Linked DNA regions of Rattus norvegicus: region 2 is linked to region 1. The links are chromatin contacts, called in public Hi-C maps. All regions are on one chromosome and are shown on one strand. Each heading gives the region's core, a stretch centred on a gene start, on an enhancer-like site or on the middle of the called end of the contact. The rest is flanking DNA. Distances are from core to core; before and after follow the strand shown.

Region 1 (4,642 bases), core at 621-3,120:
ACTTTATCATGGGGCAGGACATTCTGAGAAGATAGCATCCTACTTTTGTCAACTAGATAGCTAAAAGGGGAAAAAAAGAAATCATAGTTTTCTTGGACATCAGTGCTTCAGAAACTAGAATTCAGTGAATGTACACATGAGCACACACATGCAAACATGATTCCACAGACATGCCAACACTCACACACATATATACTCCAACACATACACATAGACAGATACAAAGACACACACAAGCACAACACACACCAAAACTTTTACACACCAACACATACACAGATACACATACACTAATAAATGTATACATATACCAATACACACATGCACACACACACTCATGCACACGCGTGCACACACACACACACCAAGAAGCACATGCACAAAGGTGACACATACTCCAGCACATGCACACCAATACATGTATACATATGCAGATACACATGGACAGATGGACACACACACACACACACACATACACACACATACACACACATACACACACACACTGTGGTATATACTCATGATCACAGTGACCCTGGAGGAAAACTAGGCACTGTCTCATTCATTCATTGGCTGTTTGAGCAACCCTGCTTTCCTGCTGGGGGCTGAAATACAGCAAGAAGTCAGAAGGTCTCAGATTTTATACGCTATGACAGATACAACTAAAATACAAGCAGAATGTGGAAATCTTTTGTATCCCCGCAACACATTAAAAAGAAAACCCTTTTTTATTGAGTGTGAGTTTCACATTATGCACCCCAGTCCCTCTCATCTCTCCATCCCTTCATATCCACCCCTCCACTTGAAACCTCCCCCCCCAAATAAAATACAAACAACAACAATGAAAATATCCCACTGTGAAGGCTTGTGTGTGTACGTCACAGTGTGTCCCACAGTATAGCCCCATGACCACGGATCTTCGCTTGCAGACGTTCATTGGTCTGGTTCGAGGTCTCTGGCTTCTGTGACACCATCAATATTGGATCCTCACTGGAACCCCTCCCAGTTATCCTGTTGCTGCCCTGAGTCCTGGGGATCCTGAAGCTTTGGAGCAGCAGGACTGGCCCTTCCATGTGGCCCAACCTTTTGCAGATGATATAGACTTTGGGATGGGCCAATCAGAGGCCTAGATCTAGGCCTGGGTGGTAGCTGAGCTGGTCAGCCTTATCGCCAGGGCAAGCTCTCTGGCATTGCACAGGCCTAGGCCACCCAGTGCAGCTCTCCAGAGCCAACTCTGCTATACTACCCCGTCAGGGTGCAGGGTCTGCGTTCTGCAGCCTGTGACAGGCTCTTCTCTTCTCATACCCTTGGGGCAGGCCCACCAGTGCCTTCCTCTGCTACTAGGGTCAGCTCTCCTGTGCTGCTCAGATGAGGTGCAGGGCCTGCTCTCCCGAGCGCCCTGCAGCACATTACAATTGCTTTCTGATTTCTCTTCAGTTTCTGTTTTGCCACCGTGTAGGCTTTGAGAACACAGCTGTCCTAGAACAGACACAAGGAAGCTACAGTCAAGGCTGAGCCCCAGTGTTGACTCATCTCTTCCAGACCCCTATGTCAGCGAACAGGCTACTGAGAGCTTCTGTTCTCACAATCACAGCGCTAAGAAGCTGGTGTCTCCTCTCATCATCACGGCTATTCTGTGGATCCTCTCTGTGGCTGTGCCAGGAAGCTTTCGAGGGCCTTTTGCCCAGGAACATTCCAGGCTGTCTGTCTGAAGTCCATGGGGTGAGGCGGTAAGACCACCTGGTCAGTGGCAGTGGCTGGGTCTCAGGGTGGAATCCTGGCTTCCCTCTCTCATGTTTACAGAGCTGTGTCTGCTCAGCCTCCTGTGAGATGAGAATACCAGGCAGTCCTTAGTCACTCAGCAGTGAGTTCTGGTAATTTTCCTCTGGGAGAAAGAGGGCTGGTTGCCAGCCTTAGATTGTGTTCCCTCTGCTGCCCTCTCTGCTGTCAGCTGAGGAAATAGGGCTTTTGATTTCCTCTTCTGTGTATTCTCTGACACGGAGGCACGGGGGAGAGCAGAAGCTGCCACCATATTGGGCTGCTGAGAAATATTCCCAGAGATAAAAAACGTTTGACTCACTAAATACTGAGAGCACAGTCACACGGACATGCTAACGCTTATGAAGACGTTGTGCATAGGTGTTCTTGTGTATTTTTCTCCCCAAAGGATTACAGTGGTTAGGAAGGAAAGAACAATAGCCCTCCACCATGTTATCTTTGTTTTTCTGTATCAAAAACATCATTAAGATCATGGAGGAAAAAAGGATTGTGGTCTCAAATGTTTTCTCCTAGCTATTTGTAAGGGCAGGTTTGTGTAAATAACCCGAGACTTCCATCTTTTAAAACAAACAACCAAGTAAACGAATTTAATTAATCTTTCACTTATATATGGGTGGGTATACTTGTGTACCATACGCATGCCTGGTGCCCTCAGAGGCCAGAAGAGCGTGCCGGATCCCCTGGGACTAGAGTTACAGACGGCTGCGTTCTGCCGTGTGAGCTGGAGATTGAGCTCCTGCCTTCTGGAAGAGCTGTGAACGCTCTTAACGGCTGAGCCATCTCTCCGGCCTCATCCATTTTATTATTATTATTATTATTATTATTATTATTATTATTATTATTATTATTTTTTTGGTTCTTTTTTTCGGAGCTGGGGACCGAACCCAGGGCAAGCGCTCTACCACTGAGCTAAATCCCCAGCCCCACATTTTATTATTTATTTATTTCTTTTGATTTTTATTTCCGAACACTGTGTCAATCGTCTTGGAAGATGTGACGGACTTCTGTGGCGTTAGGAAGGCAAGCACGTACACCCTGGCTGGGATGTTAATCTCCCCAACTCTAGGCTTCTGATTCTGATGGGATCGTTGTCCCGCACCCTGCCTTACCTCTCACCCCTCTTTGAGGCCACACAGTGCTGATTTGGTTCACACAGGTCCCCATTGTCCTGAGCACTATGGTGACACATGGGAGAGCTTACAACTTATGTTAGTGTTTATTGACAATTGGAGTTGGACAAAATGCTTGCATTTTGGGTCTTAGAATTAGAGGTGAACTAGCCAAAGATCTTCTCCTCTGCCACGTGGACAGCCTCTGTCCACCACACAGAGAAGAACAGAGGTGCAAGAGAGCAGAGGAGCAGACTCCCATCCTCTGTGATTTCTGAGGCGGCCGACAAATCCACTAAAAAATCGCTTTGCCACTGAGAAGGTGAAGCCAAATCTTACCCATAACAGCCTCCTATTTTGATATAACATCATAAACTAGAGAGGGAAAAGCAAAAATGGCTCCCTTAGAGAGTTTTTAGATAAGATTTATTTATGTATTATATGTGACTACACTGTAGCTGTCTCAGACACACCAGAAGAGGGCATCAGATCCCATTACGGATGGTTGTGAGCCACCATGTGGTAGCTGGGAATTGAACTCAGGACCTCTGGAAGAGCAGTCAGTGCTCTTAACCACTGAGCCATCTCTCCTGCCCCCTTAGGGAGTTTTAATTCAGCTTTATTAAACTATATTTTTGAGAAAGTAAAATGCTTTTGTCCTGGCTGTAGAGTTAAGTAGATTTTGGCACACATTTGCTCGTAACCACCACACAAATTATAATGTAGTGCACCTCATCACCCCGCCAGATCCCCTCAGGTCCCCTTGCATGCCACAGTTTGCTGGAGTTCAACTCCATGCAGCTATCGGCCTTTTTTTTATTACCAAAGAGTAGGTTTTCTAGCACTGTTAATTAATATAAATGGTATGGTGGTTTGGATAAAAATGACCCCTAGAAGCTAATATATTGGAATGCTTAGTCAGAGAGTGGGGCTATGTGAGAGGATTAGAGGGGTTAGGAGGTGTGGCCATGTTGGAGGAAGTGCGTCACTGGGGGTGGGCTCTAAGGTTTCAAGAGCCCACAGCAGGCGCAGTCGCTCTCTTTCTGCCTATGTATAGACCTCTCAGCTACTTCTCCATCACCATGTCTGCCTGAGCGCTGCCGTGCTTCCACCATGATTGCAACGGCCTAACTTCTGAAACTGTAAGCAGGCCCCCAGTCAGTGCTCTCTTTCATAAGCGTCTCCTGGCTCACTCTGTCTTCACAGCTGCAATAGAACGGTGGCTAAGACAAGTGGGGTGATTCAGTTTGTGCCTTTCTCCCCTCGCACAGTGTTCCTGAGATTTACTGAGGATATTCTGTATCTGTTCTTCCTCCTTTTATATGGCTAGGCAGAAGGTGATTATAATTAACATGTGTGTTCTCTCACCAATAGACACTGGGCTGTCCCAAATGAAGTTGCTATGAACATTTCTCCCCTGGATTTTTACTCTCATTTTTTTCTTGGCCCTTGTTCTAAAACTTCGAATTCAAGGCTTTCTTCTTAGGGCTAGAATTGCTGGGTAAGGACTTGTTCCATTGAAAATGTTGAACAATTTTTCTAGGTGATTTCCATCATGGTTGGGGATCGTGGTTTATCTTTCTACCAGCAATGTGGGAGATGTTCACCACCAACCTTTATAATCTAGCAATGTTACAGACTGTGCAGTTTTATCATTTTATGATCTTAATTTGTATCTTCTTAATCTCAGGTGTGGCTAGACTACATTTTTCCCTACTGGTAATCTATGTAACTTCTTTGTATCTGTCTACAGG
Region 2 (4,642 bases), core at 1,465-3,964, 100 kb after region 1:
CATGGCCTGTAACTCATTGTGGGTATGGGGCAGAGCCATTCCGATTACTAATAAGATTTGAGCTCAAGGTCACTACGACATCCAACAGTGCTCTTGAACTTTGCCTTCAGCACAACTGGAAAGCACTTGCTTTAAACATTTATTTATACAAGACCATTTCTATCTAGTAAACTTCCTGGAACAAAGATGGCCTGATCCAAGTGGATTCTCTGTGCCTCACTCCTAAAACTGAAGTCGGGGCACATTTTCGCACCCAGTATCTTTCTGATGTCTAAGGAAAGGGACCATACTGTTGTCGGAGTCTGTGATTTTCCATTTGGCTTTTCCTTTGGTCGGCTGACTTCTTTGGCTCCACCCTTTACTGGAAGCATGGCCTCATGGGACATGCCTATCTGCTTTATGCTAATGAAGTTTGCTGAGTGCCAGGCTGCCTGCTTGGGACACTGCATTCTTCAAGTCCCGATGGGCAAATGGTCAAACCTACTTCCCACTCAGTCCTTTGAGAGTGTGAAGAAAGACACAAGCCACCTTGGTCAATAGCGTTAAAGACATTTTCACATGACTCAGAAAAAAGGCTTGGCCAAAAAGCCCATTTGGTTTATTTAAAAATTCCACTGTCTTATCACTGTGCGAGGATTTGAAACTGGCGGCCGCACAGATGCCTTAGATGTTTTGGGTATGTCGCTGGTACAAGCTCAAAGTGTTCAGCATAAGCCGAGAATTAAAATGGCCTAACAGAAGTTTTTAAAAATGTAAACCTTTATGCTCATTATGGTTACATTTGACTACTTTCTCTCATGCTCTGCTGGATTTGTAGAATGAAATGGAAAGCAGAAATGCTGGAGCAATCCCATTCTGAATTTTTCAAATGTCAGGGATGTTGTACGCAGAATTTTTGCTTCCACAAGAGATAGAGATTGGGCCACAGTGTTTATAGTTATTGGGGGAGTTATACTTTAGAGTGAATTGAGTATACATGAAAGAGAGAAGTTAAAGGAGCTACATGTGGCCCAAAATATCGCAGTAGAGTAAGTTTTTAAAGGAAATTAATATTTTCTTCAGCCTTTAATAAAAATATTGTTGAGATCAGCAGAACACATCATGTGCTTACCATATAAAATAAAGGGATCATTGAGTTCTGGTCACTATTCAGTATCTTGGTCATTATAATAGATAAAACCATCCACACAGGCACACAGGTGATAAAGTAGATAGAACTTAACACACACACACACACACACACACACACACACACTCACACACACAGACAGACAGACACACACACACTCACACACACACAGACACACACACAGACACACACACAGACACACACACAGAGACACACACACACAGACACACACACACACGAGTAATCAATGAAACAGATGTTTTTAGTTTAGCAACTGTATCAAGGAATATTTAGTGATAATAATCTCAGGCTATAGTTTTTATAATATCATTGTTGGTGGAAATTTTAATAAAATACATGTCAAAATACTCTTGGAAGTTAATTTTATTCTATAATAGTTGACATTTAACTACTTGTAGGAATACTTGCTACTCATGCACAAGCCTGTGTGCTTCGAAATCAAGTTTTCCTTAGGTTCCCAAAATTGTCCTGGGTACTATAATAGATGATGAGAGAAAATGTGACAGAGGGAGTACTAAAGTGGAAAAAAAAATCAGTAGAATTATGCATCTGGAGTTAAGTTAGCTTAGCAACTTTTATAAGCCTACTAACAAGTGACTACATTATTAGCCCTCTTCCCTTGATTAACCCAGGCTTAATGAGGCAATAGTTTTCCAAAGTTTGATCTGGGTCCTGGCCCGGTAGAGAGAGCTGTCCTTCAGTTATTGGTGTCTGGGTTGAGCTGTCTATTGGGTGTTCGGAAACACATATGTTAATGTTTAACTTCCTCTTCTGTACCCTGACTTTATTCCCTTTGGTTTCTTATTTTGAGAGAGGGTTTCTTTATGTAGCCTGGCCTCAGAATTGTAATCTTCTGGTCTTAGCCTCCGAATGGCTGTGATTACAAGCACTCTCCATCACACCTAATATTTAAGTCTTTAAGATTAGGTTTTTGCTGGTTTGGTTTTCACGTTGCGGAAGTTAAGGAATGCCTTCACGGCAAAGCGATACGAGTGGGTTGCTGAGGGAGCCTATGCTTGCATTTGGACTTGGGGTGAGGGAGAACATGAGGGGGATGATTTTGAGACCCCTAAGTGCTGGTGAAAAGTCCTGCATATGTGAGGAGTTTGGCCACGTTGCCTCTTTGTGGGTTCAGAGGCTCAGATAGGCAAAGGACAGGAAGGATAAAGTCTTCTGTATGGCCTCTGAATGAAGCTAGGACCTTGAATCCCGCTTTACCAGCCGGTGCTAAAGTCACAATCTCATCTTGGTGTTCTTTGTCAGGTAGTTAAGAACCTGTGAGACTAAAAAAAATGCTAAGATGGGCCCTTAAACCCTGCACCATTACACCTAGGGTATGGTTTCCGGCCTTCCTAGCCACATGAGGACATATCAGTGCACAGTGGGTGATATGCTCCCCTTTCTGACCCTGAGCTAGCAGAGGTGGCTGCTCCATTGTAGCAAGGAGAACTCCCTCAGTTCATTACTGTACATTCCTCTTAGACTTTCTGAAGCAGCTGGGCTCAAGCCCAGAAGTCCTGGGGGAACTCACTTGGCCACTATGTCCCAAATATCTCTTCCAAACATGTGGCAGTCAAGGAGACTATTCCTTTTATGACCTCAAGTCATCTTAGAGTAAAACCAGCCCAGGCTGTAATAGAGGAGGCTGTGGACACAGCAAATGAATCACCAGTGCAACAGACTGGTTCTACTGCCTGGTGCTCTGTTGAGCCTTGGCTACACCTCCAACCTAGAGGAGAGAACAGAACATCCAAGAACTGGGCTATTCCCCGGGTGACAACAAAGTCTAGGCCTCTCATGCCTTCCCTGTCTTTAATCCACTTGGGGTGTGTGTGTGTGCGTGTGCGTGTGCGTGTGCGTGTGTGTGTGTGTGTGTGTGTTCTGGGAAAAGGGTTTACAAAGATAGCTGTGGCTTCCTTTTGAAGCAAAACTTTACTTTCTCAGGAAAAATAAATTAAAACAGCTTAAAGTTTGTGTCTGAATCTTACAGTTAACAATCTCAGTCAGCTAGGTCGGCTAAAATAGATACCAAGGGTTGGGCGAAACAAACTGAAGCTTCAGTTCTGAGGGCTGGGCATCTGAGATCGAGGGAGAACAGGAGTGACCATCTCTTCATCAAGAAAACTGACCCCAGAATAAAGGGTTCCCCACACATGCAAATAACTCCCAAAGGTGTGACCCCCAATATCACCCCCAATACTGGTGGCATTAGTACCTTGGTATATACATTTTAGGGACAGGGGACAAGCTGGCAACCACAAGAGATGTGCTTCACTATTAGGAGTTAGCAGAAGAAGGGGCTCCCATGTCATAAGCTCAAACGTATGCCCATGACTGATATTCTGTTTGGAGAGGTCATCTATTACCAGAGAGCTTCACTGGTCATTTCCCATGAGGACCCTGACCTGATGTCCACTGAGGATGGCTGGTCAGGTGCCCTTGCTCTGGACATGGCTGTCCTTTGTCATGCCACAGTTATGATACTTGGGTGTTGTCTCTTGGGCTGGGAGAGACTCATTCTCCCCTGTGCACCCTCAGCTTAGTATCCCTGGGCCAGCAAAGCAGGGAGGAGTTCCTAATGTATTGGTGAGAACTGAGCCAGAGCTCAGGGGATCTTCTAGTCTGGGCTGTCACTAGCTGAAGGACTTCAGCAAGGTCACTTTCCAGCTGCTTTTCAGTTCCCCTTGTCCGTGTGATCAACAATCAGGGCTGGAGCATCTCTTGTTTTGTTACTCTATAGTCATCTCCCTGTAGCATTTATGAGGCCTCTAGCTTATAAAAGAAAAGTTATTTGGCAGTTATTGTGTGGTAGGTACCCAGATAGGCTCTTGACACTATTGTCACATTTAATCTATGGAGGATGTCATTCTGGTTTCACAGCTGCTTTACCTGAACCTCCAGGAAGTTAAACCTGTGTTACGTCATGGAGCTGTGACAAGCGTCAGGAGGTTCCATTTATGTTGGTCTAAGGGACACAGTGGGCTATGAAAAGAGAGGGAATGAGGACTTTCTACATCCTGGGGCCTTTCATTCTCTGCTGGCTTGATTGTCAGGTTGTATGTGGAACACAGTTATAGCAGCTCCAGCGTCCACATCACTTCAAGTGACAGAACACCAAGGAGGTTCCTCAGATGTGGGACTTTCAGCGTTAAAGCCAGGAAACTCCCAGGCAAACTGTTCAGTGGGTCCCCAGCATTGGCTCAGATTCAAGTCCAGCAGGAAGCAGGATGCTTCCCTGAATAACTCTTGCAAAATGTTCTAACTTGCTTAGAGCAGGTCCTGGCCTGGAACCAGTTTCTGTGGTCAAAGGGGATGCAGGTGTGAAGGCTGGCTTAGGTTTAGAGGTAGCTTTGCCTGGCCATAGGTGTAGATGGCAGAGGAAAGGGGTCAACACCCCAAAACAAGATACATATTGACATAACCAAAACCAACCCAATAAACAAAACACAGTCTGTGATCAAGAAGCAGAGGGAGAGATACTGCATGACTAAG

What was found. A called contact is a pair of places that touch in the nucleus more often than the background predicts.
Region 2: a Hi-C map of mammary epithelial cells shows a contact between it and region 1, with 1.6 times the contacts expected there. The contact joins two enhancer-like sites.

Annotation. Positions count from the first base shown.
Region 1 is chr9:87,646,586-87,651,227 of GRCr8, forward strand. No RefSeq gene overlaps it. Among named protein-coding and RNA genes, the nearest start is that of Kcne4, 47 kb to the right of the region's middle. Within about 2 kb of position 1,871, at least 61 of the 93 cell types and tissues checked have an H3K27ac peak or open chromatin away from gene starts, as enhancers often do.
Region 2 is chr9:87,750,262-87,754,903 of GRCr8, forward strand. No RefSeq gene overlaps it. Among named protein-coding and RNA genes, the nearest start is that of Trnat-agu20, 31 kb to the right of the region's middle. Within about 2 kb of position 2,715, at least 8 of the 93 cell types and tissues checked have an H3K27ac peak or open chromatin away from gene starts, as enhancers often do.